2 separate regions of the Macaca fascicularis genome follow, and region 1 is linked to region 2. Evidence: chromatin contacts called from public Hi-C data. All regions are on one chromosome and are shown on one strand. The core of a region is the stretch at or near the end of the contact, and the rest is flanking DNA. Distances in the headings are between cores, read along the strand shown. Region 1 overlaps PKIG (cAMP-dependent protein kinase inhibitor gamma). Region 2 holds the start of TTPAL (alpha tocopherol transfer protein like).

The links. A called contact is a pair of places that touch in the nucleus more often than the background predicts.
Region 1: a Hi-C map of liver shows a contact between it and region 2, with 4 times the contacts expected there. The contact joins the enhancer-like site here to the promoter of TTPAL in region 2. A contact is called at or near these places in 2 of 2 Hi-C or Micro-C datasets (liver and skeletal muscle).

What each region holds. Positions count from the first base shown.
Region 1 is chr10:100,693,233-100,697,355 of T2T-MFA8v1.1, forward strand. The region is part of intron 4 of PKIG (cAMP-dependent protein kinase inhibitor gamma); the gene reads left to right. Among named protein-coding and RNA genes, the nearest start is that of ADA, 42 kb to the right of the region's middle. Within about 2 kb of position 2,414, at least 2 of the 6 cell types and tissues checked have an H3K27ac peak or open chromatin away from gene starts, as enhancers often do. A contact at or near this core is called in liver, where this site is marked.
Region 2 is chr10:100,550,880-100,555,253 of T2T-MFA8v1.1, forward strand. It overlaps TTPAL (alpha tocopherol transfer protein like), which reads left to right and starts at 2,800. Exons shown (of 5, transcript XM_074005395.1): 1 at 2,800-2,905. All of the region lies in intron 1 of LOC102134906 (a long non-coding RNA gene), which reads right to left.

The sequences.
Region 1 (4,123 bases), core at 1,164-3,663, 140 kb after region 2:
CTTTGGGTTTGTTTTCAGTGTGTTGATGTAATCAGTGCTGCAGTGGCTTCAGAGTGATCTACAGTTGTTTCCAAGGCGTGTGTGTGTGTGTGTGTGTGTGTGTATGTGTGTATGTATGTGTGTATATATATAATTTTTTTTTAATAGAGTCTCACTGTGTCACCCAGGCTAGAGTGCAGTGGCACAGTCGCAGCTCACTGCAGCCTCTGCCTCCTGGGTTCAAGCAATTCTCCTGCCTCAGCCTCCTGAGTAGCTGGGACTACAGGTGTGCACCACCACACTCAGCTCATTTTTGTATTTTTAGTAGAGATGGGGTTTCACCATGTTGGCCAGGCTGGTCTTGAACTCCTGACCTCAAGCGATCCACTCACCTCGGCCTCCCAAAGTCAAGACACATTTTTAAATGAAAAAAATGCAAGATGGAAAATAAAATTTTGTTTTAAATAAAGGAAAAAAGAAGGGAAGGAGAAAAAGAGGGAACATGTATATTGCATAGATTTTGTCTGGAAGGACACCAAAACGTGCTTGCCTTGGGGAGGGTGTCTGGATCAGATGGGAGGGAGATTAAGGTCTTATCTCTGTCCTTTTGGACCTTTTGAGTTTTAGACCACATTTACACATAGTCTAAAATTAAGTAATTTTAAGACTAAGTGAATATTTCACTATAAAAAAGGAAATATAATGGATTTTTAAATCACTTACAAAAATATTAATGTATGTAATTATATCACTGATATTCTTTTTCATTTAACTATATGTGAACATTTTGCTATGTCTTTAAAAAATATTCACAAACATCATTTTAATGCCTGAATGGTATTTCATTTAGATATAAATTAGTTAAGTATGTATATATTAATAATTCTCCATTGACACATCCATTAGGAACTCATTTTGGTGTCTTTAGTTTCCTGCTATTATAAATAATACTGTAGGCCAGGCACAGTGGCTCAGTCCTGTAATCCCAACATTTTGGAAGTCCGAGGCAGGAGGATAACTTGAGCCCAGGAGTTTGAGACCACGAGTTTGAGACCACCTTGGTTAACATAATGAGATTCCCATCTCTGAAAAAAAATGAGCCAGGCGTGGTATAGTCCCAGCTACTCAGGAGGCTGAGGCAACAGGATCGCTTGAGCCTAGGAAGTTGAGGCTGCAGTGAGCCATGATTGTACCACTGCACTCCAGTCTGCGTGACACAGCGAGACCCTGCCTCAAAAAAAAAAAAATAATACTATGACGAACATTTGTGTACATTTATCTTCATGTAGATCTTGGATTATTTTCTTATAATAGATTATTATAAACTGATTTAGTAGCTCAAAGATATGTAAAAAGTTGAGGTTTCTGGATACACGCTGTCAAGTCACTGCCCAAGGAGGTCTTGGAAGTTTACACTCTAACAGGGTTTGAGAATGACCCTTTTCTGACATGATTTCCAACTCTGAGGATGCTTTATTTCCCCATTTGCTGTTGTCTTTAAAGATGAGAGGGTGAGTGACGAATATAAATGTGAGAGAAAAATTAAATTACGTGTTTGTGCTTTGGATTGGAGAGCTCTCCAGAGCCATCTTTGGAGTTGCTGCTCCCTGAGGGTATACGGTAGCCAGAGCATGTTGGCCTAGTTGATGTTTTCTAGGATTGGTCTTTGAGTGTGGCATTTGCTGTCTCCATGTCCTGAGGCCCAGTGTCCTGCACTGGGCAGCTTGTAACATCAGATGGCATTGTGAGATCAAAGCCCCAGGAGACGTTCCAGCACAAAGCTGGCCTTTCAGATGGAGCCTGTAACTCCATCCCATGGTGTCAGGTCCTAGTACAAGAACACCTACACAGCACTTCACGGTGCACGGAGGCCCTTCTCAACAGTCCAAGAAGGAACTGCTGCTCCTCCCCACAGAGGAGGGGGACAGCGGGGGAGAAGAGGGATAGGTACAAACTCCCTCTCCTTCAGAGAGTGAAATCCAGCGAGTGTGCATGGAGCACCTGCTCTTTACCAGGTGCTGGATGAGAATCAGGAAATGGAGCAGCCAGAGCCTGTTGGCTCAGCTGGGATTAGGTTTCAGCTGGACATGGGAAAAATCCAGACCAAATTCCTGTTCCTGTGGAGCTGACATTCTAACTGAGGAAGAGCTGAGGACTCGGAGGCTCCGGGAGCCAGTGTGGCCTGCTCGGCGTTTGTCCCTTTCCAGAGCAGCAGGTTTCAGGTGGGAATGAGGCCCTTCTTGAGCTGTGGCTTATACCGGCCTCACTCACCTCAAGAGGGCAGCTGTGGCCACTGCGTGCGTGATGTGTGTGAAAACACAGGCACCTGGGCCATGGTACCTTTCGTTATTGATGTGTGTGAAAACACAGGCACCTGGGCCATGGTACCTTTCGTTATTGTAGGAATTTTCGGCATCATTTTTATCCTCTGTTGTTACCGTTATCATAAGCCATTTCCCTGTCCTTAAGCACTGAGTGGCTTCCCCAGAGGGAGAGGGCAGGAGTGAACCTTCGTGACCTGCAGAAGGAGCCACCTCTGGAACTTCCGGGAATTCTGTTAGCCAAGGAGGAGCCAGAACGTGACTAGGGCAGCGCGCAAGGCTGCTAGGAAGATAGGCAGGGCGCGCCATCTGCTGCAGCCGGGGGGAATTGCCGTGGACAGTGTCCTGGCCCTCCTCTATTTTACACAGGGGAAACGAAGGCCCGAAGAAAGGCAGGGTCTTGCCCAGGGTTAGGTGGCAAAGCTTGGGTTTAAGGTCACGCGTCTCATGCTTTGCTTTTTCTACCATAGGACACCTCCCACCTCCCTGTCTCACCTGTCTGATCTTTGAGGGCCCCTAATTCATTCTTTAGCTAAGTGTTTCTTCTGAGCTAGGTGTTGTGGGGGATGTGGGCCCAGCCCTCCATAGTGATCCTCTCTCTCTTTCTCTCTCTCTCTCTCTCTCACACGCACACACGCACACACACACGCACACGCGCACACACACACACACGCACGCACACACGCACCCGCACCCCTGCAGCACTTACTGGCTCAGTCCCACCCTGGGTGCCTTCTGGGCACTTCTGCCAGTGTCAGCTACCTTCGAAAAGCATTGCACAATAATTTGGGTTTATGAAAACTTCAACCATTGAAAAAATATAGACTTAGAAAACAAAAGTTCCCCTTACTCACAAAGAACCACAGTTGACAGGGTTGATACATGTTTTTTCAAATTTTTTTTTCATATGTCTGCTATCTTTCCCCACAGGAACTGGGTTTTATTTTACGTGTTGTTTTGCAACCTCTGTTTTTCAGTTGCCAGTTTATCTCAGATGTTGTCCTATGTCAGTACAGGCCCATCTGGCACATTTCTTACTTTATTATTTATTTATTTATTTTTTACTGACATGTCATTGTATATATTTGTGGGGTACAACTTGATGTTTTGATACATATATGTTGTATAATAATCAAATCAGGGCAGTTAGCATATCCATCATCTCATGCATTTATTTATTTCTGATGAGAATATTCAAAAGTCTCTCTAGTTATTTTGTAATATAGAATGCCTTTTTTTTTTTTTTGAGACGGAGTCTCGCTCTATCTTGCCCAGCGTGGAGTGCAGTGGCGTGATCTCAGCTCACGGCAATCTCTGCCTCATGGGTTCAAGCGATTCTCCTGTCTCAGCCTCCAGAGTAACTGGGACTACAGGCGTGTGCCACCACATCCGGCTAATTTTGTATTTTTAGTAGAGGTGAGGTTTCACCATGTTGGCCAGGCTAGTCTCAAACTCCTGACCTCAGGTAATCTACCTGCCTCGGCCTACCAAAGTGCTGGGATTATAGGCATGAGCCACGACACCCGGCCTAGAATGCCTTACTGTTAACCATCACCTTACTGTGCATCAGAATAGGAACTTACTGCTCCTATCTAAGTGTAACTATGTACCCGTTGACCAGCTTTCCATCCTTTCCTCTCCTTTCCCCTCCCTAGTCTCTGGTAATCATTGTTCTGTTCTCTCCTATGATATCGACTTTTTTTTTTTTTTTTTGACAGTTTTGCTCTGTCGTCCAGGCTAGAGTGCAGTGGCGCGATCTCGGCTCACTGCAAGTTCTGCCTCCCGGGTTCGCCATTCTCCTGCCTCAGCCTCCGAAGTCGCTG
Region 2 (4,374 bases), core at 1,550-4,049:
TCTCTTTCTCAATATTTTACATTATTTTACTTTATTATTATTTTTTGAGACGGAGTCTCGCTCTGTTGCCCAGCCTGGAGTGCAATGGCATGATCTTGACTGACTGCAACCTCCACCTTCCGGGTTCAAGTGATTCTCCTGCCTCAGCCTCTAGAGTAGCTGGGATTACAGGCACCTGCCACCATGCCTGGTTAATGTGTCTATTTTTAGCAGACACGGGATTTCACCATGTTGGCCAGGCTGGTCTCAAACTCCTGACCTCAAGTGATCCACCACTCTGGCCTCCCAAATTGCTGGGATTACAGGCGTGAGCCACCAGGCCTGGCCTCTTTCTGGATTTTAGTTTCCTCTTCTGTAAATGGGACAATGCTAACTTGCTGTTCACAGGGTCATTGTAAGGTGAAATTAAGATCATACAAGCACAGTGCCTGGTATATATAATCATTCAAAAAGCAGAAACTCTTTTTGTTGTCATTGTTTATCGGAGACTTTCTAATCCTGAGATAATCTGGTTCTCTAAAATGTGATAACGGCCCTCAGTTGAGAGAAGGGGCAGGGATTTCTGGGGCATCTCTGAATCCTCTCCCTGACCTGCCCTTGAGACCAAGTTCTTCTCCTGCTGGCAGCATCTAGGATTGCCATCTGGGCTCCAGGCACCAGTAGTAGGTCCTAGGTTTGTGTGGAGGAGAGGGGCTTATTCCAATACCTAGGACAGAATGGTTAGGACAGGGTCATCCCTCACCCTTTGCCACAAGAGCTGCCATTTGGCAGGGCGCAGGAGCCCGGGCAGCCTCCTAGGTGGTTGGGATTACAGGCCTGGCTAATTTTTGTATTTTTAGTAGAGACAGGGTTTCACCAGGTTTGCCAGGCTGGTCTCAAACTCCTGAACTCAGGTGATCCACCTGCCTTGACTTCTCAAAGTGCTGAGATTATAGGCATGAGCCACCGCGCCCGGCTGTTTTGGGGTTTTCTTTTTGAGACAGAGTCTCGCTCTGTCACCCAGGCTGGAGTGCAGTGGCATGATCTCGGCTCACTGCAACTTCTGCCTCCCGGTTTCAAGTGATTCTCCTGCCTCAGCCTCCCGGGTAGTTGGGATTACAGGCGTGTGCCACCATGCCCAGCTAATTTTTGTATTTTTAGTAGAGACGGGGTTTCACCAGGTTGGCTAGGGTGGTCTCGTCGTACTCCTGACCTCAAGTGATCCACCTGCTTCAGTCTCCCAAAGTGCTGGGATTACAGCCACTGTACCCGGCCTTACCTTACGTGTTAAAAGATTTCACAGATGTGATTAATGTAAGGATCTTGAGATGGTAAGATTATTCTGGATTATCTGGGTGAGCCCAGTGTAATCCCAAGAGTCCTTACAAGAAAAGGGAAGCAGGAGGATCAGTCAGTAGTAGATGTGACAACAGAAGCAAGAGGTTGAGGTGATTTGAAGAAGGGGCCATAAGCTAAGGAATGCAGGTGACCTCTACAAACTGTAAAAGGAAAGGAACTGATATGCTTCCTCAAAATCCCCAGAAAGAATGCAGTCTTGCCAACACCTTGATTTCAGACTTTTGACCTAGAGAACAGCAAGAGAATATATCTGTGTTGTTTCAATCCATGAAGTTTGCAGTAATTCCTTGTAACAGTAACGGGAACATAATACATAGATTTAGCAAAGAAAACAAAATCCAGGATGCCCAGTTGTCATATTTGAATTTCCTATAAACAACAATTTTTAAAGTATAAATGTGTCCCAAATGTTGCATAAGACACGTGTGTGTGTGTGTGTGTGTGTGTTTGGAAAGGAACATACTTAAATGTTTATCTAAAATTCAAACTGTAGTGAATGTTCTATATTTTGTCTGTCAATCCTAGAAGTGGTGAAACTGAAAGCAGGAGTCAAAACTCATGATTCGCAGGTCCCCTCCACACTGCTGCCCCCTGCCCCTCAATCTAGTATCTGGCAGAAACTGCCACTTTCTTGTGGCCCTCATGGGTCACTTACCATCTTCTTGGGACTCCTCCTGCTTCTGGGGTAAGAAAACGAAAAGACTGTTTAAGGTCGTCTCTTTGGGCTCAGAGTTCTCCTGGACCACCAGAATTTCTCTCTAGAAATGGCTTAGTGTCTACTCTGCCTCAGAGGGACCTAGGAGATTTGCCTCAAAGTTGCAGTTGCACAAAATACTTGCGGGGGGATCTTATTGACTGGGGTGGGAGTTAGTAAAGCCTTTGTCTGGAGGGAACATCATGAACCCCAAAGCAGGAAAAAAGTAATTATTGAATCAGGCTCCAGAGCAAGAATCAGGTTTCAGATAACGAAACAGAAGCCCAAGGAGGAATGGGGACTTGCTCCAGGTCACTCAGTTAATGACAGACAGACGTCCCCTGGTTTGGAATCTCCCCTTTTGGAGCAGCCAGTCCTGACAGCAGCCGTAGCTGGGGGGAGATCTAGAATGCTAATCCTGAGGTCTGGGTTTGAAGCCCTTTACTGCCTTGATTGCCAGTTTCCCTTTCCTGAAATAGGGGAAATGCATAAATATGAGGAGTTAATGAGATCATTGGATGTTAAACAACAGGTGCATGTTAGCATGTTCCTGGAAAATGGCAGCGTCTTTCCTTCCTTCTTTGAGCCTCAGTTTCCCCATCTATAAGTCGCGTTTGACAAGCGGCTGGTACCCAGCCATTCCAGGTCCACAGCACGGAGCTCTCACAGCTAGAGGGCGACTGAACGCCAGCGTTGCGGGGAAGTGTCACACATGCGCGCTCCTAGGCGGAGCCCCGCCTCCCACGCCCCGGAACGTCACTTCCGGCGCGAGGGGCCGGGCCGGCCGGGCAGGGAGTGCGGGTCGGTTCTGTGCGCGCTGCTGGACGAGGCTCCCGCCGCCGATTGACCCGCGCTCCGCCCGTAGCCGGGCCGGTGAGTGCCCGCGAGCCTGTCCGTGTGCCGTGGGGGCTAAGGAGAGGGACCCCTGAGAGGGAGGGATAACCGGAAGTGGGGACCAGAGGAGCGAGAGACCCCAGGAAATGGGGACACCTGGGGAGGGGGTGACAGCCGGAAGTGGGGGCCTCGGAAGGTTGTCCACGGGATGTGGGGTCTGGGGGCTCTAGGAGAGATGGCTTCCTGACCTCCTCTTGTTGAGAGGAAGGAGTGAAAAGGAAAGTGATGCTCCAGAAAGCGATGGGTTTCAGGTGGGGGAGATCTCTGGCTTCACCCTTACCAATGGTGTCTGTATCTCAGTCATATGTCCGCCTGTCAGCTCATTCACCAGCCTGTGACTGAGCCCTGCTGAGCGCTCGGCATTGCTGAGTCCCTGGAGAGTCAACATGAAGCTCCAGGTGGAGGGTAGAGATTAGAAGACCAGGGTGGGGCTAGATGCATCCTTGCTCTGCCTCACCGGGTGTGCCCCCTTGGGCGCATCGCTTAACCTATAGCCTCCGCTGATGTGTACAGACCACTGCCATGTGCCAGGCACTGGGGGTGGCAGTGGACATGGAAGACAAGCCCTCTGCCCTCGTGGAACTTACATTCTAGGGGACAGTCCTTTTTGTCTTTTGTAAAATGGGAACAGTAATAGCGCTCTCACCAAATACTGTGAAGATTAAATGAGGAAATGGGTAAAGGGCTTAGCAATGCTTGATACATGGTAAAATGCTCAAGTATGCATTCTCTTCATTCCACTATGATGTAAGCTTCATTAGGCGAGGAATTATATTTGCGTCTGTGTTCCCAGTGCCTGTGAGCACAGTGCCTGACATACATGGTAGGTGATCAGTAATTATTTGATAAATGAGTGGGTGGTAAAACTGACTCTGGAGAGTTCTATGTAAACGCCCATGGCATTGGACTGTAATTCTAAAAAAGAAATAGGAACCCAGTTCTGTGGAAAACTGGAGGGAATCACCCTCAGGGAGTTTGGGAAGGATTCACAAAGGAGGTGACATGGCAGCTGGGCCTTGAAGGCCATGAGCTGTGGAGTTAGGAACAAATTAGAAGAGGAAATTCCAGGCAGAGTGTATCAGAAGTGCACGAGTTGTTCCAAGGATGATGGCTCATAGTTTGTTTTGACTGGCATTTAATGTGCATCAAGATGGGATGAGATGGAAAATGAGGCTGGAGAGGGGCTTTGAGGTGAGGCTTGTACCTTGTGAACACTGTGGTTTGTCGCTCAGGTAGACACTAGATGGGACTGCAGGCATCTCTTGGTGGCTTCCATAAAAACAAAGCCATAGGTGTTCCATTCCTCACTTAGCATATCTCTGCCAACCAGACTAAAGTCATTCAACAAATATTTATGGAGTGCAGACTATGTGTCTAACACCACGTTAGGTGCTGGGTTTAAGGTGATGAACAAGACAAACTTGGATGTTGCTCACAAATTGCCAACA